Linked DNA regions of Mus musculus: all the other regions are linked to region 1. A link is a contact called in public Hi-C and HiChIP or PLAC-seq data. All regions are on one chromosome and are shown on one strand. The core of a region is the stretch at or near the end of the contact, and the rest is flanking DNA. Distances in the headings are between cores, read along the strand shown. Region 1 holds the start of Kcnk10 (potassium channel, subfamily K, member 10). Region 2 overlaps Galc (galactosylceramidase). Region 3 has its middle 15 kb from the start of Gpr65. Region 4 has its middle 39 kb from the start of Gpr65.

The links. Hi-C and Micro-C count contacts between places; a contact is called where the count stands out from the background. HiChIP or PLAC-seq counts read pairs in DNA pulled down with a chosen protein or histone mark.
Region 2: a contact with region 1 is called in a BATF HiChIP or PLAC-seq map of CD8 T cells, with 5 read pairs. The contact joins the enhancer-like site here to the promoter of Kcnk10 in region 1. A contact is called at or near these places in 5 of 39 promoter capture datasets (cranial neural crest, embryonic stem cells, hippocampal neurons and 2 more), 2 of 484 Hi-C or Micro-C datasets (the HL-1 cell line and embryonic stem cells), 2 of 115 datasets of contacts at active chromatin or transcription factors (CD8 T cells and bone marrow-derived dendritic cells) and 1 of 9 other capture datasets (liver).
Region 3: an H3K27ac HiChIP or PLAC-seq map of the NIH/3T3 cell line shows a contact between it and region 1, with 6 times the contacts expected there. The contact joins the enhancer-like site here to the promoter of Kcnk10 in region 1. A contact is called at or near these places in 11 of 39 promoter capture datasets (the HPC-7 cell line, cranial neural crest, embryonic stem cells and 6 more), 27 of 484 Hi-C or Micro-C datasets (B cells, CD8 T cells, the HL-1 cell line and 17 more), 16 of 115 datasets of contacts at active chromatin or transcription factors (the NIH/3T3 cell line, Th17 cells, astrocytes and 9 more) and 2 of 9 other capture datasets (embryonic stem cells and liver).
Region 4: a contact with region 1 is called in a Hi-C map of cerebellum, with 1.6 times the contacts expected there. The contact joins the enhancer-like site here to the promoter of Kcnk10 in region 1. A contact is called at or near these places in 5 of 39 promoter capture datasets (cranial neural crest, embryonic stem cells, liver and 2 more), 3 of 484 Hi-C or Micro-C datasets (cerebellum, cortical neurons and nephron progenitors) and 10 of 115 datasets of contacts at active chromatin or transcription factors (SST interneurons, embryonic basal ganglia, embryonic forebrain and 6 more).

What each region holds. Positions count from the first base shown.
Region 1 is chr12:98,570,197-98,578,196 of GRCm38.p6, reverse strand. Kcnk10 (potassium channel, subfamily K, member 10) reads left to right here and starts at 3,485. Exons shown (of 7, transcript NM_001316665.1): 1 at 3,485-4,040. The coding sequence starts at 3,989.
Region 2 is chr12:98,212,051-98,220,050 of GRCm38.p6, reverse strand. Galc (galactosylceramidase) reads left to right here. Exons shown (of 17, transcript NM_008079.4): 12 at 3,714-3,800; 13 at 5,568-5,718; 14 at 6,892-7,069. Among named protein-coding and RNA genes, the nearest start is that of Galc, 43 kb to the left of the region's middle. Within about 2 kb of position 4,235, at least 27 of the 459 cell types and tissues checked have an H3K27ac peak or open chromatin away from gene starts, as enhancers often do. A contact at or near this core is called in CD8 T cells, where this site is marked.
Region 3 is chr12:98,279,466-98,287,465 of GRCm38.p6, reverse strand. No RefSeq gene overlaps it. Among named protein-coding and RNA genes, the nearest start is that of Gpr65, 15 kb to the right of the region's middle. Within about 2 kb of position 3,840, at least 137 of the 459 cell types and tissues checked have an H3K27ac peak or open chromatin away from gene starts, as enhancers often do. A contact at or near this core is called in CD8 T cells, the HL-1 cell line, the HPC-7 cell line and 11 more, where this site is marked.
Region 4 is chr12:98,303,465-98,311,464 of GRCm38.p6, reverse strand. No RefSeq gene overlaps it. Among named protein-coding and RNA genes, the nearest start is that of Gpr65, 39 kb to the right of the region's middle. Within about 2 kb of position 4,099, at least 9 of the 459 cell types and tissues checked have an H3K27ac peak or open chromatin away from gene starts, as enhancers often do. A contact at or near this core is called in cerebellum and cortical neurons, where this site is marked.

The DNA of each region.
Region 1 (8,000 bases), core at 2,236-4,735:
GAATGCTTAAGGGCTTGCCAATTCAGGCAAACTTCGTCATCAGAGATGACTGAGGTTTTGGGGTTTCCCCATCCCTCCCACGCCGGGCCATGCAGCTAGCGTTAAAGAGTGCGGCAACTCTACTCTTGAGCTGCAGGGACAGGGGCAGAAAACCCAGTGCACTCTGGCCGCCACTGCTGCCAGCCAGGGGCTCCTGGCTGGAGACTGCGAGCGAATGCAGGGAGATTTTCCCTCAGACGCTTTGTTTTGCTGCGGCAGAAACCCGAGGCGGGCTCTTTCCACCAGCTCTAACTGGCCCGCAGCGATAGCCATGGAAGTTGTTGTGGCGCAGAGCGAGACCCAACCACTCCGCGCAGCCTTTTTTGTGGATGTATTTTTCCTACATAGGTTACTTCTTTCTTCCTCCTTTGGGTAAGTGGAATGAGTCCCCAAATAACCAACCAACCAATCAATGTACATTGGCAGTGATGGAAACTGGCGGGGAGGGGGTGGGGTGGGGGCACGAAGAGTGCTAATTAGCTAATGGGTTAGGGTGCTGTTTTCTTTTTTCTCTTTTCTCTTTTCTCTTTTCTCTTTTCTCTCTCTCTCTCTCTCTCTCTCTCTCTCTCTCTCTCTCTCTCTCTTTCTTTCTTTCTTTCTTTGAGGGGTGGTGGTCTTGCATCTCAGTTTTGGAAGAATTGCATTTAATTTCACACGCATCAGGGAGGGTACTGGGATTTCTTTTATTTTTGTACTCCCTCCCCATAAACTTGTCTTTGAGAATGAGAGTGGGGATGAGGGGATGCCCCAGAGGTGAATGGCCCCTGAAAGGCAAGAGCGAAGGGATCCAGTGATTCAGGGCAGAGACCTTCCCCCATGCCAGTGGCCAGAGCAAGACTTTAACCCAACCAAAAGCTATGTATCAGTATGAATTCTGTTTCTTGGGCCAGTAGGGTCTGCCCTAAGTCTCCCAGCCTCCCCATAACTGTCCTTCTGCTACTGGGGTGGGGAGGTCATCTATCACCTAGAGGTCAAAATCACTTTTAAGGAAGACCTGCAACTTACTTTGGACATGGGGGAATGCTCCGTGTTTGTTGATTGGCTGAATGCTAATGCATCAGAAGACTGCAGTTTGTTCCAAGGAGTGGTTCTTTGGGCAGTGATAAAATCCCTTAATGTTGACCCCCTCGACTGCACAATAGCCCAGTTCCTTATGCAAATAGAAAGGGGCTGACGTTTGGATAACCCAATATTTGGATCATCATTATTCAAAAGAACACATCTGGTCAGATTCATGGTCCTGTACCCCAAGGTTTTGGTATAGAAATGATGGGTCTTGGGGTCAGATAAACTTGGGGTCTCCATCTCCCCTCCATGATCCTGGGGGTGGTTTTTATTCCCCTAAGCAGACTCTGTAAAAAGGAGGCCAGGGAGAGCATCCTCAGAGAGATGGAGGAAGCTGATGGAGAATGAGAGGCGAGAGAAGGTGAAGTTGCATTAAATAAGCTGTTTTGCCTCATCACCTAAAGGGGTTTTTGGAGAGATGTGCTTCTCTGTTGATTTTTTGCTGATTCCAATAGAGATGCAGGGAGGAAAGGGTAGAGAGAGGCATGAAAGTGCTTCTGAGAGTCTCCTTTCTGTGGGCTTGGGTAAAGAATTCCTATGCATACCAGTTTCTCTGGGGCTCACAACTGAGAAATGCACAAGTTAGTTCAATTTGCTTTATGTTAATGTCTTGTTCATCCTCGAAGTCCAAGGAGGGGAAAGTGTGGAAACAGCCCAGAGGAGGCTGCTCTCTCTCCAATGCACTCAGGGAAGCCATCCAAAGGGCCGAGGAGGCAGAACAGCATCTCTGGGTGGTGCCAGCTTTCCTTGAACTTGGTCTGCAGAGAACTCAAAGCTTGTGTCTGGGCAGCTTGTGAAGTCAGTGACAAAGCACTTCCCACAATAGCTCCGTAGAGAAGTGTGGTGGTAGTGGTGGTGGTGGTGGTGTGTGTATGTGTATTGATAAGTTGACCCAGGCCTCCCATGAACCTCCAAGGCATCTTGAATGCCAAGCTAGTGTAGGTTTTGAGGACCGCAGCTGGCAGACTTGGGAATAGGACAGTTGTCACTTCTTCTTCCCTAAGTTAAGGCAGTAACCATCAATCTGACCTCCTGGCACGTGTTCTCCGAAGGACACCCACGCCAGTCTTGCCCTTTGCCAGGTGGCCAGCACCTAGGTCTGTGATGGCACACAGAAGGAGTTCGGTATGTAGATGCTGAATGAATAAGAGATTTTACTTACTTATAGGCCAGGGGTCTGAGTTGAACTTCCTATCCAACACCACAGTGAGCTAATCAAACCTTCCTTTAGCAAACATTACACTTCCTTTAGCATATATATTATTAGTTTTGTTGTTGTTAATTATTTTGAGTGTCTGTTATGTGCAAGTCTCTGTTGCTAGGCACCCCAGTGAACTTATAAGCAGAATTCATATGGATACTTGGGTGGCTCTTTCAAGAGCACCGGAGCACTGTTGGCCGTTTCTGGCGTTTTTCTTACCATAAACCCACCTAGGGATTCCAGGATGGGGAGAATGGGGTGGGGCATCTCCCTAACTCTCTGAGAGCACAGCTGAGGGCTGAAGTCTTCCTGCACCCACCATTGGCTGATTTTCAAGGGCTCCCGGGCCACCTCCTTAGCTTCTCCAAGTAGAGTCGCCAAACCTTAGCAACTCCTCTTTCCTCCTGGGCCTCAAAGTCTCTCCCCAGCCCATCTCCCCAGCCTCCAAGCAGGAGCCCCAGTCCAGCTACAGGTAGCTGGGGAAGAGACCAAGCTGTGCCTGGGGAACTAGGCGCGCGATGAGATCGCAGCCAGCGCCAAGCGGTCCCAGAACAAAAGGCTCATGGCTGGTGTTAGCTTCCTTCACTCAGGAGCGCCGTGGGGACCTGGGTTCGGGACTCAGGCGAGAGGACCACGCTGGGGAGCAAGGAGTGGAGTACCAAAAATGAAGTGACAAGAGAGAAAGAGCAGGCACCCGGGGTGGGAGCGGTGAAAGGAGGTCACCCCCCCCAGGCCGAGGTCTGCGGTGGGGCCGCGGCAGGCAGGCCCTTTCCTCCGCCTCCTGCAGAGCCTTCCAGGCAGCCAAGCGTGTCTCCGGCTGCAACTCCACCGAGCACGCTGCGGCCGCGTCAGTAAGTAGCAGCCGCGCCCTCTGCTCGCTGTCTCCGCGCAGCCCGGGGAAGGACAGGTCCGCCACCGCCCAGCGACGAGCCCGGGTGTCCGGGGTCCACGCGCGCCCGGCGTTCTCCCGCAGTGGCGCGGCACCTGCAGCGCGCCACGGGGAGGGTCGCCTTAGCCGCGAGCTCCCCGGGGCGCCGCGCCATCCTTCTGTCCAATGGCTTTCAGCGGGTGGAGAGTGGGGGGCGTCGCCCGGGGGCGAGGAGCCGCGGCTGGGGAGGGGCGAGTGCTCTGTGCTCAGACGAGCGAGGCTGACGTGTCCGCCCGAGCGCGCGGCCCGGTGTGCGCGCGCCTGTGTGTGTGTGTGTGCGTGTATGTATGGATGTGTGTGTATGTGTGTGTGCGTGTGTGTGGATGCGAGAGAGGGGGTACGAACACGCCTTTGGGGACCCGAGGGACGCTGCGGTGGGCTTCACTCCGGCCTCCGCCCGGCGGCTGCTCAGCCTCGCATCTGCCTACCGCGCTTTTGCAGAAGCAGCCCGGCTCTTTGATCCTCTCGGAACCACCCTCAGCATCCGATCTTACTTTTTCTTTCACCCACAAGGGCAGCAGCTGGCCACCCCCTTAACCGGTGCAAACACCCAACCAAGCCAGTGCTCGGTGCTTTCCTCTGCTAGTATTTTCCCCGCTTGTCTTTCTCTGGGGCTCCCCACGAGCCACTTCAGTGCTCCTCCATCCTCACAAATTGTTCCGTTGGTCTGTTTAACCGACGAGTTGTAAATCTTGAAGACTTTATTATTATTATTTTGATTCTTTTCATTTCATCCCCCTGTGGGCAACGGAGCAATGAAATTTCCAATCGAGACGCCAAGAAAGCAGGTGAACTGGGATCCTAAAGGTTGGTATTGCCTACTTCGGGCTACCCTGGCTCTCTTCCACCTGCTGGTGCCTCACTGGCAGGCGTGGATGGGCTTGCTCCCGGCAGGCAGCATGCGTCCTGAGGCTGGGAAATGCGCCTGACAACTGCAGCGTGGGTGGGAGGAGGGCGGAGGCAGCGTGGGTTCGGAACCCAGATCGCGCCTGTCAAGATCACATAGTCGTTGTCCCTCTAGGATGGTTTCACCGTCTATTTAAAGACACACCAAGCTGCTGTTTGTTTTGAAATTATACCAAGTGTTGGTATTTGCTTTTGACTTTGTGAATGTGCATGTACGTGTGCCTGTGTGTGTGTGTCCTTTGTTTCTAGTGATCTTTGTCTCTCTCTGGCAGATGGGTGGGGTGACTCTCACTGGACCTGGAGCTGAGCCTCATGGCCCGCGTGTCCTCAGAGGGACAGGTTTCTTGGCAGCATGTGAGGCTACGATCTGCCCCAGCTGTCCCTGGGGTAGCACTTCTCTCATAGGGCATGAAGCATAATGGAGCCCAAGGGGCTTCCAGAGTCTTTGCTCTGTCTTATTACTAATCCTGCCGACTAGGCTCCTTTGGCTCAGGTTGTAGAAAGGCTGTGGGGAGTGGTTTTTCTCCACAAGGGTGGGTCTGGGAAGGGCTCACGGAGTAACCTACAGCGTGCCCACGCACACAATGGTTTGGTATGCTTTTAGGAGTGTGGGTTCACTTTCCCTTCCTGTAAAGAGTATTAAGGCAGGTTGTGTGGGTGCACCATACTCCTGGTCTTGGCCACTGCCCCACATGTTAATGTATAGATATTGTGGCTCTTTGTAAATAGTATTGGAGCGGGACAAGTTGAAACAGTGTGTCCAGTCACCTCTTAGCTCATATACAGGCTGAATTGGGTAGGATAGGCAGCGCTTGAGTGAGTCTTGGAGTTAAAATGTGTGTGTGTGTGTGTGTGTGTGTGTGAGAGAGAGAGATTATATTTCTTCTTTTAAAGAATATTGTTTTATTTAGTCTTTGACAGTTTTATACAATATATCTTGATCACATCTAATTCCCACTCAGCTCAGTTCCTCCCTTTCAATTTCTTTTATGACTTCATTTCTTCCCTTCCTCAGACTAGATCCAGGAAAGCAAGTTATGTTTGAAGAAAATGTCTTATGACTTGCCTGACTGAAGAGTGAATGAAGAGGTATTGCCCTTCAGTTTGTAAATACCTTCAGTACAGCCTCAGCCTTCTGTTTGGTCTCCAAATCTCTGGAAATTACAAAGCCTGGTAGTTTGGCTTTTATTTTAAATCATCGCAGGATTTATTCGTCAAATACATACTTGACACCGGGCACAGTCTGAGACTTGGAAATATAGTCAGAAGAGGGCAGGCAAAATACCTGTCTTCTTGGAGTTTACAGTGTGGGTGTCAGGTCAAAATTAGTCACTGTAGGGTGGCATTAGGAATTCAAAGTGTAGCATGCTCTGTGGGCACCAAGAGGCTTTAAGAAAGTCTGCTAGAAAACCTTGAAGCTGGGTGTGGTGAGTCCTGCCTGTATTGCCAGCAATTGGGAGCCTGAGGCAGGATTTCCATTGGTTTGAGCTTAATTAACATGAGGCTACCTCGTGAGTTCCCAGTCAACTTAGGCTTCTCCTCTGTCTGAAACAAAACAAGCAGATTGGCAAAGGCCAGAGGAAAGGATGACAGGTTTCCTGAGGAAATGACACCCTTATGGTACTGGCACCTAGAGTGGGAGTTGCCAGGCCAGTGAGAAGAGGCTCTATTTCCTTAGAGGGAACCTCAGAGCAGAGGTTCACAGAGCAGAAGGAACACGTGTATTTGAGGAGCTGAAAACAGTGCTCTAAGCCTAGAGGAGAGAGAAAGTCAGGAATTCGTGCTGCGAGGCATGGCTGGGGATCTCCAAAGCCCCGGTGTTGGTTGTGATAGAGTCAGGTTTGGGATTGAGGAAGAGGGGTCTTTATTTTAAGCCTTGAAGAGGTTCAAGCCGGAGTCACGTGATCTGAGCTAAGTTTCAGAACCATTGGCACAAGATGATTGCAATTCTAGGGACCACATGCCAGGGTGCACTAGCCAAGGCAGTGGCATCGAGGATGGAGAGATGATGCAGGGAGAAGCTTTGGTGACCTGAAATCAACAGGATTTGTGAAGGAAGCACCCAGGTGGAACTTTGGAGGACCAGGATGCAGCTGGGGCAGGACTGGTGTGGAGAAGTGGGGGGCATTCTAGGGTGAGATGGCCCCAGGGGGCAGCAGTTAACAGGGCGGGGGGGGTAGATAGCTTTTGCTAGGAACATCAAGGGACTGTGTTTCTGATGCTGGCTTTGAAAACTTATTTCTGAAACATCTTGTGTCTCCGTGACAAGTGGTTCTCATGAATTTTTTTGTGTTTCACAGCCTGAGACAGAGAAGAAGAGTATACTAGTAACATCTATAGTTACAACCACAGACGCTAAAAATAAACACCACAATAAAAAGAACAGCATTTCACGAGCCAGAATAGGTGCTTGCTCCCATCACTTATGCTCACAATTCTTACTTATAAATGAAAAAAAAAAGACTAACATATGAGGAATGGGTTTCATAATGGCATCTTCATTCATATGTATCATTATACTTTACTCATATTTATATTCTACATCCCAACACCCTACTCCACTCCTACTCCCTCCCTCTCACGGGTCCCCTTCTGGTTTGCTTTCGTTATCTTATTATTTTCATTATTTAAAACATTCTTCATTTAGTTCTATGTGTATGGGTGTTTCACGTGTGTACCACATGCATGAAGTGTTCATGAAGGCCAGGAGTGGGCATGAGATCACGCTTGGAACTGGAGTTACAGGTGCTTACCCAGTTGCCATGTGGGTGCCGGGAATTGAACTCGGGTCCTCTGGAAGAGGAGTCAGTCTTCAGACTCAGTTTTCATAGTTCTTATTTGGTCAAGTAGTTACTGTCCTACTTGACCATTGCTGTTGCCAGGACACCGTGAAACTGCGCTTTCTGCCGTGATCTGGCTCATATCTTTTGTTTCCGAAGGAGCAGGTGACTAGAGTCTGGCCATGGGTGGGTCTTAGAATTATGTGCCAGATACCAGTTGAATGCTTCTCATGTATTAGTTTCCTTAATGCTGAAAGCAGTTTAGGAGGAAAGTATTGTCCTAAATTTAAAAATAAGGGAACTGTGGATCAGAAAGGTCAAGCAACTTGCTCAGAATTGCACAGCTAGTAGGTAGTGGGGCTGGACTAAAATCTGGACTCTTAATCATTCTGTTAGCATGTGTCTAATAGACTCTTGGGACATCTGGCTCTTGCCTGGTGAGTCTTCCGACTCAAGGACTGTCAAAACTTATTGGAGGGAGGTAAAGGAGAAGGAAGAGAGTAAAGAGGGAGAAGGCTAGGCAGAGGAGGGGTAGTCATGCCAAGTCACCAGAATCATTTACTGGTGTTCTCCTGCCTACTCCAGATTTGTATGCTGCTCCAGCAAGTTTTAAGCCCTAGAAACATCAATGCAGAATGTTCTCAGGGCTTGAGGCAAGTGGATCAATATAGTGGAGAAAACTCAAGACACGGGGGTAGAAAAGAATTAGGTTCTGGAAGCAGCTGTGTCATTTACTGGCTGTGTGACTTTGGGGTCTTCACTTAGCCTCTCTGGGCCTTACTTTCTTTCCATTTAGAAAGCAGTCATGGATATGACCTCTGTATACCTGTGGGCTCTTTGTGTACCTCTCCGTCTTCTTGCTCCACCCCACCCTTGTTCTGACCTTTGGGTACTTGAGGCAATGGATTGTCTTTTTCTTTTACCCCCTCTCCTTTTCTGTAAAGGACTCATGTTGCTTTTTGTCACAGAGCTTCTGCATGTGTACTTTGAGCTGCTCACAGTGAATATTCACACACCTGGCTCCTTTCCACCATGCGACTCTCAGGTCACACGCTACCTCCCTTGAAAGGTCTTTCTTGCC
Region 2 (8,000 bases), core at 2,986-5,485, 360 kb after region 1:
CTGCTTATATAATAATGATAGTTAATGATAATTATTAAATATGAAAAACAATTTTTGATCTTTTAGAATGTCATTACTTATTTGTACAAGATCTTCAGTTCTGGGTTATTCTCTGTCAACATATCAGATCAATATTCACTTAGCATTTTTGCAATTATATATTCTTTGAAGGAAAAATATTAGAACATAATCTTTGAACAAGGTAAATTTTATATGATGATTGTAACATACAAGAAGGGAGAAGAAAACAGTTTAAGATTTTATAGTAATTGTCTTAGTCAGGATTTCTATTCCTGCACAAACATCATGACCCAAGAAGCAAGTTGGGGAGGAAAGGGTTTATTCAGCTTACAATTCCATACTACTGTTTATCACCAAGGAAGTCAGGACTGGAACTCAAGCAGGAGCTGATGCAGAGGCCATGGAGGGATGTTCTTTACTGGCTTGCTTCCCCTGGCTTGCTCAGCCTGCTCTCTTATAGAACCCAAGACTACCAGCCCAGAGATGGTCCCACCCACAAGGGGCCTTTCCCCCTTGATCACTAATTGAGAAAATGCCTTACAGCTGGATCTCATGGAGGCATTTCCTCAACTGAAGCTCCTTTCTCTGTGATAACTCCAGCTGTGTTAAGTTGACACAAAACCAGCCAGTACAATTGACCCCTTGCCAACTTGACACACAAACACATCACTAGTAAGCCTCAACCCTTACATTCTTTTTTTTTCTGTTTCTTTTTTAAAGTTTTTTTTTATTGTGTATTTACTTCATTTACATTTCCAATGCTATCCCAAAAGTCCCCCACACGCCCCACCACCCACCCACTCCCACTTCTTGGCCCTGTCGTTCCCCTGTACTGAGGCTTATAAAGTTTGCACGACCAATGGGCCTCTCTTTCACCCCCAAGGTCTAAATAACTTTAAACGTCCCACAGTCTTTACATATTCTTAAAATTTCAATCTCTTAAAAATATCCATCTCTGGAAGGAGCTCAGGGGACACAGAAGCTCAGAGTACACACATACAATTGTATCATTGCTATAAAAAGTTATTTAAAACTATATCTCTTGCATATAAATGGAAAAGACTCAGGTATTTGGTCAAGTGGAAATATTGCTAGGTACAGGTGTCTGTGACCACACGGAATCAAATACAAAGGTCACAATGAGGCTCGGCAGCTGAGGATGGCCTGGACCCTCTGGGCTGGCCAGGGACATGGGAGAATCATGTCACTTGATTATAAGCTCCTTCCAGTGACCAACTTGCAGGTGGGCCCAGGCCAGGGCTGGAGAAAAAGCTCTGAGACTTGTGGGTTTCTACCTTCAAAAATTTGGACCAAAGTTCTGTTTTCTACCTGCCTCTGACTGTGCCCAGTTGAGAGGCTGACCTCGAGGCCTTAATGTCCCTCCTGCACGGCCGCCTCCATCCTAGCCTGTTTCTATGGGAGGGGTTCCCTGCACCCTGGTTCTGTGGAAGGCGTGGAAGAGTGTAAATATTTATGATTTTATACCTGTGGGGCTGAGGCGGTGCAGAAGTCCTTTATGGTGACAGATGTATATTTTGGTAACGACTACAGGCTCAGTATTGTCCTGGGGCCAGCCCTGGCCACATCTACCCCATCCCAGATGGTGTATTGGGGGGAGAGGGGCTTTCCATTAAAGCAGTTTTATAACCGAAAAAAAAATATCCATCTCTTTTAAAATCCAAAGTCTTTTTACAATTAAAAGTCTTTTAACTGTGGGCTCCACTAAAACAGTTTCTTCCTTCAAGAGGGAAAATATCAGGGCACAGTCACAATCAAAAGCAAAAAATCAATCTCCAACCATCCAATGTCTGGGATCCAACTCACGATCTTCTGGGCTCCTCCAAGGGCTTGGGTCACTTCTCCAGCCATGCCCTTTATAGCACATGCATTGTCCTCTAGGCTCCAGATGCCTGTATTCCACTGCTGCTGCTGCTCTTGGTGGTCATCTCATGGTACTGGCATCTCCAAAACACTGCATGACCCCTTCAGTCTTGGGCTGTCAATTGCAACTGAGGCTGCACCTTCACCAATGGCCTTCCATAGCCTCTCACAGTGCCGAGCTTCAGCTGCTCTGCATGACCCCTTCATGCTTTCAAAACCAGTACCACCTGGGTGACCCTTATACATTACCAAGTCCCGCTGCAGCAGGAGTACAACCTTGGCTATCTCTGGAACACAGACTCTTTGTGCTTTAAGAAAACACTTCCCAGAAGATGTCACCTCAATGATGATGGTCTCTTCTTAATCACCGCTAATTTCTTAGCTCCAGCTAACCAGCATCAATAGTCCCAGTAATGCAAAGTTTTTGCTTTAGTAGTTCTGGTATCTTGTTAACCACAGCTGATTCTTCAGCCCCAGCTAACCAGAACTACAGAATCTTCCCAATCAAAACAGCAATGGCCCTGAAAATTTTCCCTCTGAAATTTCACAAGCCAGACCTCCGTCTTCTGTACTGTTCTCAACATTATCTTCCAAGCTCCTACACAACATCTGACAGAGCTCTTAACAATGAATGGATCTTCTAGCCAAAGTCCTTCCACAGTCCTCCCCAAAACATGGCCAGGTTGTCACAGGAATACCCCACTATGCGGGTACCAATTTGTCTTAGTCAGGGTGTCTATTCCTGAACAAACATCATGACCAAGAATAAAGTTGGGGAGGAAAGGGTTTATTCGGCTTACACTTCCACACTGTTGTTCATCACCAAGGAAGTCAGGACTGGAACTCAAGCAGGTCAGAAAGCAGGAGCTGATGCAGAGGCCATGGAGGGATGTTCCTTACTGGCTTGCTTCCCCTGGCTTGCTCAGCCTGCTCTCTTATAGAAGCAAGACTACCAGCCCAGAGATGGTCCCGCCCACAAGGGGCCTTTCCCCCTTGATCACTAATTGAGAAAATGCCTTACAGCTGGAGCTCATGGAGGCATTTCCTCAACTGAAGCTCCTTTCTCTGTGATAACTCCAGCTGTGTCAAGTTGACACAAAACTAGCCAGTACAGTAATAAACAAAGACATTTTAGAGTAAATAGTTAAATGTTTAACAAGGTTTTTACAGAGGGCAGATGAGTGTTTTGCATCGAAGGCACTAAGACCTGTTTAATCTTCGCTAGTGTTCTCAGGTGTTAATGCAGTGGGTTAATTAAATGAGTTAAATGAGTAGCGATTTCTGGACTACAGTGCTCTCCTCTGTAAAAGGAAGCATGTTAGGTTTCTTCAGGGACACTGGGCACAGTGCTAGAGGCAAGCATGTTAGAAACAGGCACACTCCCGAACATTCGCAGCGGAAGGGAGTTTAACAAGGAATGGTCGTAGACTCATGCTGGACCTACCTAGTGCAAGGTCAGAGAACACATACATGCTCAAAAGGGGACGATGACAGGGGTGCTTCTGAGCATGCCCAGTTGAGTGTTACAGTGATTAAGCTGGTGCCAGTCAGTGTCCCCAGGCTGTGTCCCGCTTTCCTTACGCGTTTAGGTGAAACGAAAGCAGAAAAAGACAGGTCCCTGGAGGCGGTTAATGCAGCTGCTTGCTGCTCCTGGTGACAGGACGTGAAAGATTGGCTTAAACAATGTCCTGTTTTCCAAACCTAGAGGTGGTCTTTTCAGCGACTGGAAACAGTGGGCATTGCTTTCTTGAGGTATTAATAACAGGAATTGATGAATCTCTCAAGTATGTTTTCTTGTGTTTTCTCCACAGAGAGAAATACAAGAGCTGCAGGTGTGGTATACCAAGCTGGGAACTCCGCAGCAGAGACTTCATTTTAAACAACTGGATACTCTATGGGTAGTTTTATCATTGATTTCTATGCTTGGGACGTTACAACGGTAAAAAGGGGCAAATTGGATCAATGAATTAAAATGAAGATGATTTTATGGCTACGGGACAGTGGAGATAAAATGCATTCATATCTTCATCAGAAATCGTGATGAAGGTGTGAGAAGCTTTTATGTGCACCGCTGTGCTGTCCTTAGACACTAGTTATGTTGGTGGCTGTGCCACCATTGCCTGGCTGCCCCCCTTTGAGACCATCCGCTCAGTCTGTGTCCCCACAGCAGTTGACTGTAGGCAGTCCTGCCCTCTGTGGGTTTCTCTTATGCTTTGTTCTTTCTTCTCTCTGCTACTCGTTTCTGTTTGGTCTCCCTTATTCGTGGACAGTGCCCCAGGTCTCAGCAGTCAGTCAGAATCTCAGAGCCAGCCATCACAATGCTAGAGAGTGGGGTGCCTAAAATAGGAACGGATCAGCAGCTTTCCCCACATAGCTTTCCTCACATTCCCCATGTGAGCCCCACTGACCTGTCACGTGACCCTCACTGTCCTCTCAGGAAGCAGAAAACAGATTTCCTTTTCAGATGCTTATCTCAGTAGCTGGTGTTTCCTCCCAGAGTGAACGTCTCAATTTCCTTCATATCTGTGAAGATATGTCACCTCAAGTGTGGGTTTCTTCAAAGCCTCACTCACTGGGCCCAGTGTCGGGCTCTGTGGGTCTCATCACAGGCTCCCCACCACTTTGCTGTCCTGGAGGTTGGGGATTTGCCTTATTTTGCTTTTAGTCCAGGGGTTTATGGTGCTTGGAACTGGGTGACTTCTCAGGAAAGATTTCCAAGAATAAAGAGGCCCCAGAAAATAGGTTAATTACATCATCTATTTGACTTAATCTGATGGATTTTTAATAATGATTAATGTTATAGTTAGCTAGTCAATATCAATGGTTACATGCCCATTAGGCCACTCTGTACTTGTATAATAGTTTGCTAGAAATAACATAATCAAATTGATCTCCTGCATAGGAATATTGTTAATCCTGAGGCAGAATGTGGCATCAGATATTCATGGTTCTGCATCTATTTACCCTTAAAGCAATGATACGATGCTAAACCCTTTAATTCAGTGTAGATAAAACTCATTAAAGTTTCAAAGGAGGTTTGAGCTCAAGCCCACATTAGTTATGTGGGGATTCAAACGGCTCCAGAGGGCTACGCTTATTACAGGACTATGCTCTAGGGAGTATTTCCCCGGGGCCACACTTCGAGGTGAACTAAGCAAGACCTTTATAAACATGTGGTTTAATTCTCAGTGTATTGTTAGCTTCAAGAAGGCTAACTGTGACACAGAGTCAGCCTACTAATTGAAATCTGAACTGACTATACGATGAACAGATTTTAAGTTTTATTTCTTATTGTAAGATGTTTCTTGAGGTGTCTGTGGGCTTTGTGGGTTCTTTTCTTTAGCAAGGCTCTGAAAGAAGCAAGCAGGCTGCTGAGTTACATTAATTGAATGTACCCAAGCTTTAGAGAGCTTACAGTGTAATGGAAGAGTAGGGTGACAGATAGACCTTCAGGTATCTTGTCATTGGCACCCCCCATCTGGTGAAATTCTATAAAATATTATTTATACACTTCTAAAATACCCTTAAAGTTGTCAAGGGCCTGGGTACTTATTTCTGGTCTTCCTCACGTGTTTAGGAGGTCCTAACAGAATGGCTGTTCACGCTTATTTCTTTTACCGCTCCCCAGCACCTGTCCTTGAACGTGGGGCTGTCTTCTCTTTCAGCTCCTTGACGGCAGCGGCAGTTTCACACTGGAACTGGAGGAGGACGAGATATTTACGCTCACCACTCTGACCACAGGTCGCAAAGGCAGCTACCCTCCCCCTCCCAGCTCGAAGCCCTTCCCAACCAACTACAAGGATGATTTCAATGTTGGTAAGCAGTCTTAGCCAGGCGCGACCTGTCATCCACCTTCTGTAGACGTAGGGCAGGGCTTCTTCTTGTCAGACTGGACGGAGAGTAGCCCTTGGAGCAGTGGCTCTCAGCCTTCCTGATGCTGCAATGCTTTAATCCAGTTCCTCATGCTGTGGTGACCCCCAACCACGACATTATTTTCATGGCTACTTCATAACTGTAATTTTGCTACTGCTATGAATTATAATACAAATATCTGATAAATAGGATGTCCAGTTTGTTTGAAACCCCAGAGGGGTCGCGACCCACAGGTTGAGAAGCACTGCTTCCGCGTTTTATTTGGTTCAAAGGTAGCTAGTGTTTCTAGTTCTTTGATGTGGATTTTTGTTTTTCAGTTCCAGAAGAAATGCAGAAGTCATTGTGAGAATGAAAGTTATAATTCTAAGTTGTTCTGGGTGAAACTTAGGGTGTATAGCTAGGTGCTGCCGTCCTGGAGGCATGTGGAGGCTAAACCACCTTATGTATCTTAGTACGAGGGACTTGAGTGCCTAACACAGTTATGATGTAATGAGGGGCTCCAACTCATTGTTTACTGGGGGGTTATAGTCTAGCTCTCAGGTCTTTAGGGGGATCTGCTGTAAAGTGATTAGAAAAGCCTTGATGGGTAGGTAACTGGGGGAAACCATATGAAAACAGAAGGCATGCGCATTGTGTTTGCATCTCAGAGGACCCAGCAAGAACAGCATTTGGTGGGATTGAAGGTTTCAGAGAAGAGTCAGGTAGCTCTGTTCTTGCTGGGTCCTCAGAGTTGACAACTGTAGAAAAGCAGCACGCAGAGGATTAGCATTGCCAGTGTGACGTACCGTACCCCGTGCAGGGGCCAGCCCCGCTTGTTGCACCCAACAAGGGGACTCTGCCACTCACTGCTGGCTCTCGCAGTCCATGACAGGACATGAACTTTCAGCTGATTGGCTCTAGTACAGGCATCTGGTCAATTATTTGGATATATTTCCAAATACATCACACACACACACACACACACACCCTAAACTTTGTTTCTAAGTATTATGTTTTATAAATTAGTCAAGTATTTCACAGTGTATCACCGATATCAGAAAGGAGAGATCTGGTAAGGGCTTGCTAATCAGCCGCTGAGATACTAAGTGGAGGACTTACTTTTTGTGTTCTGAACAGAGTACCCACTTTTTAGTGAAGCTCCGAATTTTGCTGATCAGACTGGCGTGTTTGAGTACTACATGAATAATGAAGACCGTGAGCACCGCTTCACGCTGCGCCAAGTTCTCAACCAACGACCTATTACCTGGGCTGCAGACGCTTCCAGCACAATCAGTGTTATAGGCGATCACCACTGGTGTGTGAGAGATGCCCTCAGTGTATACGCTTGCGATTTGGGGTACATTCTGAGTGAAGGGATTCCAATAGGCCGTCTCCTGTCAAGAACCTAATAGGTGGTGGGTCAGAATTATGTGACCTCAAGTGATCAAATTAGCTTCCATGTCCTCCCTTTAGATTATGCCAGTTTGAAGATAATTGCGGTCAGAGAAATCCAACTTTAATGGGAAAATTGAGGATTTCTGGACCTGATTATAGGTTAATATTTATTTGCAGGCTTTGTGAAGTGTTTTACCAGATTTGATTTGTTAAGCTGGTGTTGCCACCTGCTGGACAAACAGTAGAATTACACTGCCTTAGCTGGTGTAGGGTGCCTGACAAATACAGAGGTAGATGCTTGCAGCCAACCACAGGGTCCCTAATGGAGGAGTTAGAGAAAGGATCCAAGGAGCTGAAGGGTTTGCAGCCCCAAATGAGGAACAACAATATGAACTAACCAGTACCCCCAGAGCTCCCAGGGACTAAACCACCAACCAAAGAGTACACATGGTGGGACTCATGGCTCTAGCTGCATATGTAGCAGAGGATGGCCTAGTCGGTCATCAATGGGAGGAGAGGCCCTTGGTCCTGTGAAGGTTCTATGCCCCATTGTAGGGGAATGCCTGGGCCAGGAAGCTGGAGTGGGTGGGTTGGGGAGCAGGGGGTAGGGGAAGGGGCTAGGGGGTTTTTGGAGGGGAAACCAGGAAAGGGGATAACATTTGAAATGTAAATAAAGAAAATACCTAATTAAAAAAGAAAGAAAATAAATTTAAAGACATATGCCAAAAAAAAAGGGAGAAGCTAAGGAAAGATTGTCCCAATGGTCCCCCATATGCAATATTGCTCGTGTGTAAAAGTCTATAATTATAAAAAAGTTTGAAGTTTTATTCCAAAATCAAACTGAGGATGCC
Region 3 (8,000 bases), core at 2,591-5,090, 290 kb after region 1:
GTAACAGGGGTTGAAGGTGGGATTTCAGGGGAGGTGAGATATAACAGGGGAGGTGGTATAAAAAATTAAAGGGAATAATGTAATAAACAGGGTTAAATTGGGGTAGCTTAGGGAGGACAGAGGCGAGGAGGAAACTGACCCATGGCTCTCAGCCTTCCTAATGCTGCCTCCCTTTAATACAGCTCCTTATATCGTTAGTTACCCCCAAGCCATAACATTATTTTGTTGCTACTTCATAACTGTGGTTTGCTACTGTTATAAATGGTATCATGAATATCTGATATGCAGGATATCTGATGTGTGACCCCTGTGGGGTTGAGAACCACTGGAATAAATGGATGGAATCACAAACACTAGAGACCTCTCTAAAAAGGTAATTTATTACTATAGACACTTCCTAAAAACACATACACATGCACGTATAAAGAGAATTTGAATGTGTTACCCTGTAATGGGTTCTAAAGAACCTACTCAACACCACAGGCTGACAAATAAAAAGCTCACTGCCAGAAATATGTTATCTCTCTTGAAGTTGTTGCTCAGTGACATCTTATAGACTCCAAAAAACATGACAGGCTATTGCCTTTACTCTTAGTAACCTTCCAGAGTTTGATGTTAAGACTCTGTTGCTGAAGACACCACATTCTTAAGTCACGGAACATAGAGAAATCAAGCTGGTACCCACCTGGAAGCTCCATTCCTACTGGCTAGCTTTCATAGAGCTGGTAGATGCTGTGAACGTTACTGAAAGAGCCTGAGTCTTACCCAGAAGTCTGCCCTAAGGGCTACCATAATGACTGACTTGGCAAGATATCCCCATTGGTGCAATACTAGCTCCAAGTTATTAGCTGGTTATCTTACATATTTTCCCGGAAGAGAGTGATGAGCACCTTCATGCTTGAGATCAGTTCACTTTCCTGACTCACACAGACCTAGGGAATGGGCACCTCATGTGTAAATGAATAATCTGTGGCTCTCCGCATCTCAGATCACAAAGAAGCCCCGATGTACCATGTGAACGGTGGAGTCAATTCTATTTGTATTCCAGAGCCTATAATGTTTTCATATGATGTGTGTGGTTCTGTCTGTCTGTCATCTTTCTGCCAGCACCCCCCCTCTCTCTCTCCAAGCATACCTGCGGGGTTGGTTCACACCCATGAGCATGTGTGTCTCCATGTATGTGGAAGCCTGAAATTGACATCAGATGTATTCCTTGATGGTTCTCCACTTTATTTTTTCAGGCAGGATCTCTTGTTGAACCCAGAGCTGTCCGATTCCAGCTAGTCTAGTTAGCTAGCCTTGTCTTTGCTAGGGTTTCATGAGGCTACTATATGCATATCTGGCTTCTCTGTGGCTTCTGAGGACCTGAACTCTAGTCCTCATACTTGCATAGCAAGTACCCCTGGCTCATCCTCCCAACTCTGCTTTATTTTTAATATAGACAATATAAAATTTCACCTTAATTCAGAGCCTTTCATTGTGATGGCCCAGGAAAAGAACATTCATGCCTAAACCTAGGGCAGACATTGTTGGGGGTTCAGGAGTTGCCACAGAAACCACACAAACACCGATCTCAGTCAGACAGGGAGCGTTTATTGAGCACAAACCCTAGGACTCATCTGTCAAGGCCATGGTCCAGACTCAGGAGCTGAACTGTGACACTAAGTTAAGATCCTACAGGGTTTTTAAGCCTAAATTCCACAAATATCTGTGTTAAGCTATTCTACCAATAAGAATTTAGGGATAGGAGACTCTGTGTTGTACACTTCTACTGTTCCCAGTGGTTGGGGTATTTAACTGTGGCAGGGGACTTACCTTGTTTAACATTCATGTCTCAATTGGTTAACCATGATGACATTCATGTCTTAAGTTGCCAACCAGGATGTCAGTTACCCCAGGTATATATAGTCTTTTTCTGCCAAATACAGTGTCAGTTTCCAGGAGGTCTTGGGAACTTAAACTTTATATGACCCCTACTCAAAATGGAAGTCTTATTTCAAATAGTTTCCTATATTGGTGCACATGTCTCTCCTATACTGGGTTTATCCCAGGGGCAGTTTACAAAGCAAATACCGTAAAAGCTTCCACAGGTGCAGGAAGTGCTACTGGGTGGTTGGTTTGGGTCCGAGCTTCTTGTGGGTAACTATACAAAAGCAGTTCTATTGACTTCTATGGAGATTGGTTTCCAAGAGCACAGAACATAACAGAATGTGTAACCAACTTAGGCATGAGAGAGTTTCCTAGTAACAGCAGAAACAACATATGAGAGAATTGCCTTATAATATTAGCAACAGCACAAAATGGCAGACTAGCCAGGTAATTGTTACCTCGGCTTTAACATTCCTTCTAAGACTTAATATTTTACCTAGACCTTAACAGATATAACCTTCAAGGATTTATCCTAGTGATATACTTCAATAGGTAGGCCTTGTATCCTAAAGGTCCCGCAAACTACCAAAAACAGAGCCATCAGCTGAGGACCTTATATCCAAGTAGTTCCACAAACTACCAAAGTAACACCACCACCATGCTCAGACGCCCGAGCCTGTGTGAGAGATTTCACATTCAAACCGTAATATCCAGGATATCAAAGGCAAAGGTTTAGTAAGGGTTCTTCCAGGACGTCAGTTAATGAGTCTTAATGAGGGCTGCTAACTTTATGAGTTAGAGGTGTCCTTGTTTCTCTCTCATTTGGACCTCACCTGCCCTGCTTATTCAACAATGAGACACTATAACATCGCCTCACTTCCATGTTCCAATTTCCACTAGGGAAAATCTGACTCAGATTGGGTTAAATGAAGAGGTCTGTTTGGTTCATACAATTATCCTATGCCGAGACTCACCACTTTAGGAGTCAGTGTCAGGTTTCAGGTTCTTTTTTTTTTTTAAGGTATTTAGCTCATTTACATTTCCAATGCTATACCAAAAGTCCCCCATAACCCCCCCCCACTCCCCTACCCACCCACTCCCCCTTTTTGGCCCTGGCATTCCCCTGTACTGGGGCATATAAAGTTTGCAAGTCCAATGGGCCTCTCTTTGCAGTGATGGCCGACTAGGCCATCTTTTGATACATATGCAGCTAGAGACAAGAGCTCCGGGGTACTGCTTAGTTCATATTGTTGTTCCACCTATAGGGTTGCAGTTCCCTTTAGTTCCTTGGGTGCTTTCTCTAGTTCCTCCATTGGGGGCCCTGTGGTCCATTCAATAGCTGACTGTGAGCATCCACTTCTGTGTTTGCTAGGCCCTGGCATAGTCTCACAAGAGACAGCTATATCTGGGTCCTTTCAGCAAAATCTTGCTAGTGTATACAATGGTGTCAGCGTTTGGAAGCTGATCATGGGATGGATCTCTGGATGTGAGGTAACCCAATCACAAAGGAACTCTCACAATATGTACTCACTGATAAGTGGATATTAGCCCAGAAACTTAGGATACCCAAGATATAACATATAATTTGCTAAAAACATTAAACTCAAGAGAACGAAGACCAAAGTGTGGACACTTTGCCCCTTCTTAGAATAGGAAACAAAACACCCATGGAAGGAGTTACAGAGACAAAATCTGGAAGTGTGACGAAAGGATGGACCATCTAGTGATTGCCATATCCAGAGGTTTCAGGTTCTTTAAGCTTTCTTCTCTTCTACTTGTTGCTACTTCCTGGTAACAAACTGACCACAAATATTTCAGGCATCTTTGTGGCACATTGTATCACCACCAGGAGGCAGAGAAAGAGCCTTTTGGGCATGTAAGCAGCTCAAGTCACATACCTACCACTGAGCCACTCATTGCAGCCAGGAGACTAAGCTGACTAATTTAGCAACTAACTGCATATTCCATCCCTTGAGCTAAAACCATACTTGCGGCCTTTAGTCATCCCCAAAGAAGCGTCTCTTTGGTAAGCAGAGCTACACGACTCACAGGAATGTGTCTGTGCCCTGGCTCCTACCCAATTTTGCCAGTGAGCCCCTTGCCCTGGTATTCGGGGAGGTAGGAAATACCAGAGATACTTACAGGGTCACTAAAAACTAAAGTTCATTGTCGCGGTGATAGTACAGGAGGAAACAAACCAAACGCCCCCCTCTTCGTTTTTATTTAGCATTTTGTAAATCTCGCTTACTCTGGTGTAAACCTCAAAGAGGAAGGACAGTTCAGTAATGACTGAAGTGGAATTTCCCATAGGTCAGCATGTGGTCTGGAAGCTATAGCTGACAAAGATAATGCAATTGTGTGTGTGTGTGTGTGTGTGTGTGTGTGTGTGTGTGTGTTACCAACAGAGCCTGATGCCACCATGTAAGCTACAATGAATTTCATGGGTCTGTGGACTATTAAAAATCAGGAGGGGGTGTCAGAGGAATGGTTCACAGATTTAAGAGCACTGGCTGCTCTTCCAGAGGGTGCGTTTCTCAGCTCACAGTCATCTGTGAGTCTAATTCCGGGGGATCTGATTTTACTCAGGCACCAGGCACACATGTATAATGCACAGACATACATAGGCAGGCAAAGGAAAAACAGTTTTCCTGAGTCAGGCTGGTGGTTGGGATTCCATGCTGAGCACGCCCACTACTCCCAAGGCTAGAGAACTGAATCATCGGGCACGCCTCTACTACTTTACTCCGACAGACAGTAAAGACGTCGAGGTCTTCTAGAGGGAAAATTATTTCAAACTTATTTTCCTTGTGATCTTTACAACTTTCAGCTCAAGAGGGGTCCAAGCCATAGGCTCGCTAGGGTCCTCATTCCCTCAAAGCTACCTTGATGTACAACACTCTAGGCTTTCAGCGGCCCGGAGACCTTCATGGCAGAGGCCTGCCTCAGTGGGCCACAGGGCTACACAGGCTGAGTCTCCCTCAGAGGAGCCTGAGCTTCAGCTGTAAGGAGAGAGCCCCAGCCATCCTTAGTCTTGTTTATTCCCCCCTTCCTGCCAGGCTTCAACCGGGACAGAACCCTGTCTATTGGAAATGAAATTTCCATACAGAAGGAGAAAATCATTTTTTTCCTGTAATTTGTAAAGCTTGTGAAAAAGACACTATCATGATTTTTAAATCAAGTAGTGGGACATTTAAAAAAGCAATAAAGATATTTTCATAAAAAACTTTCAGCTTAAATGTGAATATCCATAAAGGATTTTGGAATCATGCCAACACACACACACATACACACACACATACACACACACACACACACACACACACACACAGAGAGAGAGAGAGAGAGAGAGAGAGAGAGAGAGCAATTGAAACTGAATCATTATCCTTACTCCACAATAATTGTAACAACTCATGAGATCATCCAGGTGAAGGTAGGAGCTATTCTGAAATTCCAACCACAGCTTTCAGTTGCCATCAGCCACATCTTAGTGTCAGCAAGTCTTGGAGACAGGATCAGAAATTTTAGGATGATTCTGAAATGAATTCTTTTAGAAGGATATTTATAGGCTCAGTCAAATATCCAAGAACTTTAAAATACTAAGATCTGGAAATATTTTCATGGCATGGTAAAGTTAGAAAAATGTCTTGGTTTTGGATTTTTGAAATAGCTCACATTTCCCAATTAATGAGGTGTATATTTTTATTTGAAAGCTGGAATTGAACAACATGGAGGCCGTAGTTCATTCATCTATTTCTAGTGTACATGAAGTTTGTTAGTGTGTGTGTGTGTGTGTGTGTATGTGTGTAAGAGATATTTGTGTGGTGTCTGTAAGAGTATGTGTCTGAGCATGAGTGCAAAGAAGCCAGAAGACACTGGGGATCCTCGTCTCTCACTTTCTGCTTTATCCCTTCAAAGCATGGTCTCCCTGCATCTGGAGCCTGTGTGTTTCAGTCTCAGTGGTCCACTTATTTCCAACCTTGCTGCAACATCAGCATTCCAAGCACACATGAAACCACACCTGACATATTACATGGGTGCAAGGATTCAAACTCAGGTCTTTTGAGTTGTACAGCAAAGGCTGTTAATTTCCTTGCCATCTCTACAGCCCCTGGTTTGCTTCTTGAACACCGAATTGAAACATCATTTGAGGAACTGTAACCTACTTTGAACGTGTAAATAGCCATTGGTGTTTTGTGAAAGGCGTCTGAAAATTATAAGCAGAAGAAAAACAGGTCGCAGGCTATTATATGTTTAATTATACGCAAAAGCTGCTAAATTAGAACATGATGACATTACTGTTCTTTGTCGGAGGACGGATTTAAGCGTTTCAAAATAACAGATGCCAGTTTGTGTGAGCTGTGATCTAACAATAATTAAAAATTTAAAACTGCAAATATACTGAATTGCATCTTGAGCTCAGCACAGTCATTTCATAATAGCAGGTTCACATGCAAACTGCCTACAACAGTTTAATCTTATAAATACACACATTCAAAGTTGGCTAGCCCTATAATCTTAGATTTATTCACTTTATGTGTAATGAGTGTTTTTTTTTTCCTGCGTGTATGTGTGCCTGATGCCCTTGGAGATCGTATGATTCTCTGGAAGTGGAGTTACGGATACTTGGGAGCTCCTATGTGAATACCTGGAAACCAAACCCAGGTCCTCTGCAAGAGCAACAAGTGCCCGTAACCACTGAGCCAGCTCAAAGTCTGTAACCCAGCTTCTCAGAGAGAAGGACGGAATATGGGTGTGTTTTCTCTTTTATTTTTAGGTTACAGGAGGTGTTTGCTGTTTGCTTGGATTAAAAAAAAATACATCTTAGGTCACTTTGTGAGCTGTGGTGAACACATACCTGCAAAATTCTGTGCTAGAACGTGATTGCCCCCTCGTGGTCACAATAGGGACTAGCCCTGCTCATCACCAAATGAGAGAAAAGAACAATCTTTACTTCACTCAGTATCTGACCTGCTTTTGTGGTTTCTAATTCTTAAGATCGCATGCACTCAGCTAATGCAACTAATACATAGTTTATCTCAATGTGGCCCATCTTCAATATATTAGGAGGACCAAAAAACAAAAAATAAAGTAAAATGAAGAAAAGAAAAAAGTATGGTGTTTAATTGTTTTCCCCGTCTTTTACTTGAATTGAATTGGGTTTATGCTAGGAATAAATAATACTTTAAAAATACAGCTTGTATTTTGTATTCATGAAACATCGATTTCCTCTTTCCAAGGTGTCTGCCTAGGAAATTTATATAAACAACTAACTTAGGACTACATTTTCTAGAATTGTACAAGGAAAAATAAGGATAGATGCTTTTTAAAAAAACAACTCCTCATCTGTGGGAGGGGAAAACTAGGAGGAGGGGTGAGAGGAGAGGCTACCATCAGGATGTATTATATTAGAGAAGAGTAAATATAATAAAGGAGAAAATTAGAATGTGGTAAATGTACTTATCAAATAGAGTCTCATATCTTGAGGGGGTGAAAATGTCTGTGGCTGAAAGCATTCTAATGTATACAATATATTTATTTTACTATTCTGAATAGAAAATAAAATATTGGGGGTGGGTGGGAAATAAAATAAACACACCCTTATCAGCAACTTTCAGGGAGAAAGAATAGAAAGACGGACTAGGGAAGGAAAAGATTTGAAATGTTTCCCTCAGCTGCTGATTGATAAATGACCAAATGAACCCAAATGGTGCATTACTTCGGATGTTATTTTAATTTTCTTTTATTTTTGTGAGAGAGAGCAAGTTTGTTGGCTGTGTCTATGCATTTGTATTCAGCAGTGGCTCTCTTTTTCAAGAATTCTTTTTATTTCATAAAGGGTTCCCAGCATAGATAAATCTACTTATCACAAAGCCTTCTTGGGTCAGCATCCATTGCTACAGTAACAACTGTTACCATAGCAACTGGGAATGGGTTTAGGTAGGAGACAACAGGGCCCAGTACATGGATAAGAGAATGGTGAAACTGGGATTTGAAAATCAGGCCCTCAGAATCATAGAATTGATAAAGATAAAGAGATCCCTATGTGCTCTGTATCATGGATTCCAGTTTGAAATCAAACTCACCTAACTAAAAATAAATAAATCAGGTAAACAAAATCAACAGAGGTAACT
Region 4 (8,000 bases), core at 2,850-5,349, 270 kb after region 1:
TGCAGATGCGAACAGAGTACCATCCCAACTTCATAGTTTTTTACATTTTCCTTCTGTGAATCAGACCACAATCTCCACAAAATGAAACCTGAGTGCTCCCTCCCTCCCTCTTCCCTCCCTTCTTCCCCTCCTCCTCTTCCATTCCACTCCCCTCCCCTGTTGTAAATGTAGTGCCTAGTAAAATGACTGCCATTACTAGTTAAATATGTTCCCTAAGATACTGTTGAATGAAAAACAAGATGGGGTCTGGGGAGAGGACTCTGTTGATTAAAGTGATTGCCAAGTGAGTATGTTGACCAGAGGACTGGACTCCCAGTACTCATGTAAAATCTAGACATGTGTCATGTGCTTATGCTTGCCTTGCTGGGAAAGTGGCAGAGACAGCCAGCTCCCTACAGATAACTGGCCAACCAACCCATCTAGTCATTAGGCAAGCTCCAGGTTGAGGGAGAGACTGTGTTTTAAAAAATATTTAGTGAGAGAGTAAGGAGAAGACACTCTATGTGAACAGCTGGCATCTACATGTGTGCATACACACATGTATACACACCCACACTGGCATGCACACATGCACATGAACATGTACACACACACACACAATATAAACAAACAGGCAAATAGAACAGTTTCACATTAATTATCAATCTCAGATACACTGATCAGCAGAAAGTCCTGGAATCCCATTCAAAGTGTCTTTTATTACTGTTTTTCCAAAACTTGGTTTTGAAAGAAATCATAAAACAATAGAAAATCAAAGTGGAAACAACAGCATTTTCTAATGAAGATAGAACATAAATATGTAACAGGCACTACTGAACTCTACACAAATATTTTATGAACTGTTCACCTTGAAGAGTCTGAACTGTTGATGGTTCAGATCAATGTCATTAGTGACTTGCAAATAGTGCATTTGCCGACTAGAAAATGTGATTAATTTTCCAGGAGTTGTTCCTTGGCACCAGGCTAGATCCTTTCCTCAGAATGATTAATTTGTTTCTAGTCATCTCTGCATATCTTCAAGACCCAACTGTCCTGTATGGACATTTTAAAAGAAAACAGACTTGGATTATGCTCCAAAGCAAACAGCTCTCCCAGCTTTGCAGAGTCATCTGGTGGGGATGAGCAGCCATAGATATGAAAAATTACTAAGGAAAATGAAGTTCCCTGAATTAGTAAAGCACGTGAGTATATGACAGCAGAGTTGGGGGATTGTGACCTGTGCTGTCTGATGTCTTGCAGGTAGAGGCTTTATCCTTCTTGTTTAGAAGGAAGACCATCTAGCTGGGTGGTGGGTGGAAGTGGGTTGGGGGAAAGGAACTAGGAACATTGATATTTGAAACTAATTTTATATTAACAAATATAATATCTACTGTTGATTTTTTTGGGGGGGAATGGCCTTAGAGTCTTGGTGCAAATCATATGGGAATCATGACTAGAGCCTCCCTAAGCCAAACTTTGTGTCTTAAATCTCTGGCTTAAATCCACCACGACTCAGTGAGTATCTGGTCCCAGTATAAGTCAAGAAATTGCTTTCTCAAAAGAAAAGTGATGATCCTAGTTTCTACAATGTAGTTAGAATGTGCTTGGTGGATAAGACGATGCCTCAGGAGCCATCTTAAATAAGTGAGAGAACGAGTTACAGGATAACGAGGCTAAGAGTCTTTTAAGCAGGTAGAGCTTGACCAATGAGAAGTGAGCCGTGCCATCCAGAATGGAGAGAATGTGATGAAGAGTGGGCAGAGATGAGACTTGAGGAAGAGAAGAAAGACAGGGATGGACACATAGAACCATCCAAACACTTGGATGGGAATACAATAGGAACAGAAACAAGAAGAAAAGAGGCCTCTGAGTGTTATGGTTCATATATGCTCAGCCCAGGGAGTGGCATTATTAGAAGGCGAGGCCCTGTTGGAGTAGGTGTGGCCTTGTTGGAGTAGGTGTGTCACTGTGGGTGTGGGCTTTAAGACCCTCATCCTAGCTGCCTGGAAGCCAGTATTCTGCTAGTAGTCTTCAGATGAAGATATAGAACTCTCAGCTCCTTCTGTACTGTGCCTGCCTGGATGCTGCCATGTTCCCGCCTTGATGATAATGGACGGAATCTCTGAACCTGGAAGCTAGCCCCAGCAAAATGTTGTCTTTATAAGAGTTGCCTTGGTCATGGTGTCTGTTCATGGCATTAAAACCCCAATTAAGTCACTGAGGACAGAGACCAAGGTATTTAAGTGCTCAGATTAAAAAATTGTAAATAAAAGACTCATTGATGTAAATGAAACATTTACACATAAAAATTAATGAATAAAAATTGTTCCATCTTAGAAACAAGAGAATCAAGGGGTCCCTTTGGTTGATGCTATGGGAGGGGGGTAATAGACAAGTTAGAAAGCCTTTTGGCTTTGGCAAAGTTCAGCAGTGTTAGTGCAGCGAAACTGACAGTGTCTGTCCACCAGAGATGAGTGGAAGCTGTGCTTTATGAGGGGCCCTGGGGATGCAAAACCTTTCCAACTCAATACTCACACAAATGCAGACAGAAAAGAGTTGGCACAAGAAGGTCCTGATGGTCTAAGAAGTCGCCTTGTTGATGGAGAATAGGATGGGAGGAAATGCAGTTGAACAGCAAGGAAAGAGGTCCCTCTGATCTATCTTTTAAGGGAGGCTCTAGAAATCCCAAGTGACTACACTGAGCTGCAAGAAGTGTGAAGACGCATCCTCTGCAACTGGGGACCGAATATCCCAAAGAAAACTTATTCTCATGTGAAAGACAGAAATTAGGAGATTGGGAAGGGATGAGTAGTTTGGACCACAAGTCAATGAGATGAGAGACTATGGTGATGAAGGTGTTGAGAAGTGGTCAGATTCTGAACATAGCATGATGCAAATGAACCAGGATGTTCTGATGCACTGGCTGTAGGGCTAAAGGAGGGGGGGATAGTGAAGCCTAATGGATGTTGGTGCTTAAGTGATTAAAATGAGCCATTTGTATGAAGCTGGCTTGAGTGTGAAGGCAATCAGTGGTTTTATATTTTAGAATGCCAACTTTGAAATAACTACTAGACATCTAAGTGAGGGTTTCAAGGAGGTAGTTGGCTAGGCCAGCCTGAAGTTAGCAGAGATGCCTGGCTTAGAAACAGAAATTTGGGCTCCATCTGTACAGACATTTGTAAAAATCTATGAACTCTGACAAAATCTAGAGAATGAATTTAGTTTGCAAAGTGCAAATATGACAGACAAGGTCTGGAGTACTCCAACATTTTAAAGGTCACTTTACAACTGGAAGGAATCATTTATAAAAAAGGGCAGAAAACTTGAAATAGGGGTCTGTAAAGGAACAGAGAATAAAATATCACAGGATAGAATGAATAATATACTATAGCAAGTGAAGCTGATGAGATGAATGGGAGAGGAATAGATATGTGGCCATCTGGCTTTAATAATATGAAAATCATTGGTGATCTTGATACTAGCTGACTCAGGGATACCACTGGAAGGTGCCTGGGTTAGGCTCGAGAATGAATAAGATTACAGGAAGGAAGATAAAGGAATATACCTAAAAAAATCCAGCAAGTGGACAGAAGTTGGGGAATAGTGGGTATTCCAGCGAATGATTTGTTTTACTCTTTATTTTTAAGCAGGATATGTTGCTAGATGTTCTGTGCCATGAAGAGAAAGCTCTGTCATAGAGAGAAATTGTGATGGTGTAGGAGAGAGGGAACAGAGCAGTTGGAGGAAGCGCCTTAAGTCAATGTGAGGAAATGGTGCCCAGTGCACATATGGAGGTTTTGGCTTTAGAAGGGAGCACAGACAATTTACCCAGGAGGGGAGGTGTGCTACACAGGAACAGGTGCAGGTGGGCAGCGCAGGAGGTAGAGAAAGCTAATGGAAATTCTCTCTGGATCCTGTCTATTTTCTTATTTATGTGGAATTTAAACTCATCAGCGAGGGTGGGGAGGAGGAAAAGGAGGAGGAGGAGGAGGGAGGGGAGGAGTTGGAGAGTCTTGAGAGACAATAGGATGAAATAGCCACATGAGAGATTAGGTGAATGGATATGAAATTGCAGCGTGGTGCCTGCAGTGGTACTATGATCGAAAGTAGAAACTTAGCCACAGGAGTCTGCGAGTGTGGGAGGAAGCAGAACTGGATGGAACCAGAGCTGGAGCTTTGTCAGGGGAGTACAACAGAGGGGCATGGGAGAAGAGAGAAAAGATAGAAGGAAGGAGTGGGAGACTAAAGACTAAGATTGTGTTTATTAAAGACTCATAAGAAGGGACTGTGCAATCAAACCTGGGCAACAGGGATGCTATCCAGGACACTTGAGAGATCTTGGATTCTGTGCATCAACTCTGGTCTTTATTGAAAAGGTTCGAAACTACTACAAACACAGACTTTGCTATCCCTTCATATGATATATTAGAATAAGCAAAACTGAAGTTAAAAATCTCAAATATCTGACAAGAAGTCATTATGAGAAGACCTGGACTGATGGGGATTCTCCTTTCTTCCATGGTCATCTAAGGGCTCAGGAAGTAATGATGCTCCTCCAACATCTGTCATCTTGTGGATTCAAGGCCTTACAACTTCAGTCAGCCAATAAGGGCATATTGGAGGAAACGTGAGAGGCCTTCATGGGTCAAGGGGTAAAGTGGCACGTGATCATATTCTGTTTATGAAAAGTAGTCATTTTTCTACATGGGAAGTTGAGAAATAAAGTCATTGTCTCTCAAGAAAAATAATGGCTATCTGGTGGGCAGCCAGCATTTCACAGATGGTTCCTATGACCATCATTTCCTACCTCAAACACTCACGAATTCCTCAGGGGAGAAAAATTTATTTCCCCTTCTTCATTATTGTATTGATCTCAAAATCTTGGGTCTCTTGTCACGGGACTCCGGTGGAGTCAGCTTGTCAGATGAAAGACTGAAAGCTTTCTCATAAGGAAAGAGTTTCAAGGAAACTTACTCCCGGATCTTTGGCTATTTCCCTAACCCATAAAATTAATTTTCCAAATCCACATTAGTCTAGTGTATGGATCCATGTGCACTCTATATAGCTTTACCTTATAGCAAATGCCTTTTAAGATTGTATTCTAACATAGCTAAAGCCTTTTCCCAGTGTTCTTAGACTCCAGATAGCAGCAAGGAGCTTAACCCATTCAGTAGCTAATAAAGCACTAGCCATTAATTCAGTGTCTGAAAATAGAGTCTAATATTCTCACTGAGATAGAAATTCGTATTACAGACTACATTCCATGCCAAGAGCAAATTAGTATACTATACTGAAAATGGACAGTCTCCAGATATAGATAAGAATTAACGAGGCCTAGAGAATTTTGGGGTCAGTGACACTACATTAGCCTTGAGGCGTATCAAGAGTTAACTACCCTGAGGCTTTTAACTCTTAGTGTAAAACTCTTGCCTGGCAGAAAGTGCTAATATCTAATGTAAACATTTATCTGGTCCCTACAAATTCCCTTTGTAGTCACTCCCCTTGCATCTGTGCTAATCTCTAGTGTTATACATTTATCTGGTTCCTTTTGAAGTCACTCCTTTTGCACCTGGAAAAATTCAATGTGCCTTGTTCTGCAATTTATTCTGTATTATAAAAGTCTGATGCTCGACTGGAAAATTACATTCAGATTAAACACCTCTCTTGTGTGTCTGGCTGTCTGTCACTACATCCTAATCTTGCCCATCTACTCTAGATACTCTTTCCTACGCAGACACAGGGGCCCAGAGGGTCTGCGGCAGTCTCTATATAGTATTCAGAACTTTTCATAAGGTTCAAATACTATTCTTCAAGTTTTTTGAACTAAAAGATAAGTTACCAGGATTTACCTACTAAAGAAATAGAGGAGACACCACAACAGAGTCTGAAAACAGTCCCTACTCCACAGTGAATTCTGTTGGTGACATGTGTCAGTTAGGTTTTGTCAACTTAACACAGACTAGAGATAACTGGGAAGGGAGAAGCTCAATTAAATCTCAACAAATCTCAAAACATCTCTGAGGCATTTTCTTAATTTCTAATTCCTTCAGGAGATCCTACCCCACTGTGGGTATGACATCCCCTAGGCAGGTGGGCCTGACCTGGACTAGAAATATAGTAGAGTAAGCAGCATTCCTCCATGGTTTCTGCTTCAGGTGTTGCCTCCAGCTTCCTGCTTTGAGTTCCTTCTGCTTTGGCTTACCTCAGTGATGGACTGTAAGCTATAAGCCAAATAAACCATGTATTTCTCCAAGCTGATTTTGGTTAGCGTTTTAGCCCAACAACCCAGAAGCAAAAATAGGACAGGTGGTGTTGATTGTAAAGAACTCCAAACCCTAATAAACCTTCATAATCCTGTGACCCTTTAATTCACTTCTCATGTTGTGATGACCCCCGATCATAAAATTATTTTTGTTGCTACTTTACGACTTGTCAAAACTGTCAAAGACCAGCTTTGACATCACAGGTTAAACTGAGGCAGGCAGTGAGGTATGGAGTTGGCAATCGGGGTCAAAGCTGATAGCAGCTGACAGAGGTTGGTGCTGGTAGCAACAGACAACGGCTGCTGCTGCTGGCAACCAGCAATTAAAGAAATCACTCAGCAGACTTCTTTCTAAGAGAGCAAATCTTGATTCATTGGGCCTGTCACATTCTGTGGCCAGCAAGACAGTCTGAACTTTTCTTACCCTTTAGGGGGGTGGGGGAGCAAGGAAGAAAAGGAAAAAGAGAAAATTCATATATACACAGATACACACTGAATAGATGAAACAAAAGCAGGCTCCTATAACTTCATACATATACATGCATACATACATACATAAATACATATAAACCTACAGACAGATGGATAGACATATATACATTCAGACATTGAAGAGATGGAACAAAGTTCCAATAAGCAGGCTCCCAAGTATTTCACACACAGATATGAATACAATATACATATACACATGTACATATGCATACCTGTACATATATATGTGAACATATATACATATGTACATGTATACACACATATGCATATATACATATATGCATATGCACATATATGCATATAGACATATATACACATATACATTTATACATATTTACTATGTACATATATACACATACATATACACACAAACATACATTTATACATATTTACATATGTACATATATACATGTACATGTATATGTGCATATATATGTGCATATATACATGTATACATATACATGCATATACACACATGTTTACATATGCACATACACACATGCACATATATATATACACACTCACAGCTGGTGGGTGGAGCAAGCTCCAACACACAGTTGATCTTTTTTCTTCTATAGTTGATATATCCCAGCAAAATCTTTCAAGCAGTATAGAATTACAATGTAAATACATTCCATTTTTCTTTTAGCAAAGGATTATAAAAAAACACAGTATGTTCCCCAATATCTTCACATGAAAAAACATAATATAGTACAGGTAAAGAAACCAAATTATTCTCAAGAGCCCATGTACACTCATAACTAAGCAACTTGCTCCAGATTAACAAAGTGTGAGCAAGCAAGGCCGTTTTCTCAGGCAATCTCTCTTACTGGTAGGCAGCAATTAGCCATTACAAAGAAAGGGTCAATTTGTTTTTGTGTTTATCTTAAATAGTAGTCTTATAAGAATCTTAAAAGAATCACAAATCTAAACTTTTGTATAAAGATCAATCATATCTACTTTACATCCTCAGAATGCACATCTGCTCATTAGCAATCATATCAGGAAGCTGAGGGTAAAAATGGCTACAAGGACCGACCGTCACCAGTCCAGCCTCAGTAAGCATCATGGCAGCCAGTGCTGCCATTGTTCCTGTTCCCTGATCTTAAAAAGTCCCTAGCTTAACTATTAAGACTATGCCTGTCTGAACTCCTTAAGCTTATCCACATCAAAGCCAGCAGCAAAACACCTCAACCCAGCTTCACTAACAATTTTATTTTTTCAAATGCTTTCTAAGGTTGGTGGTCATTGCTGACCATCTACATTT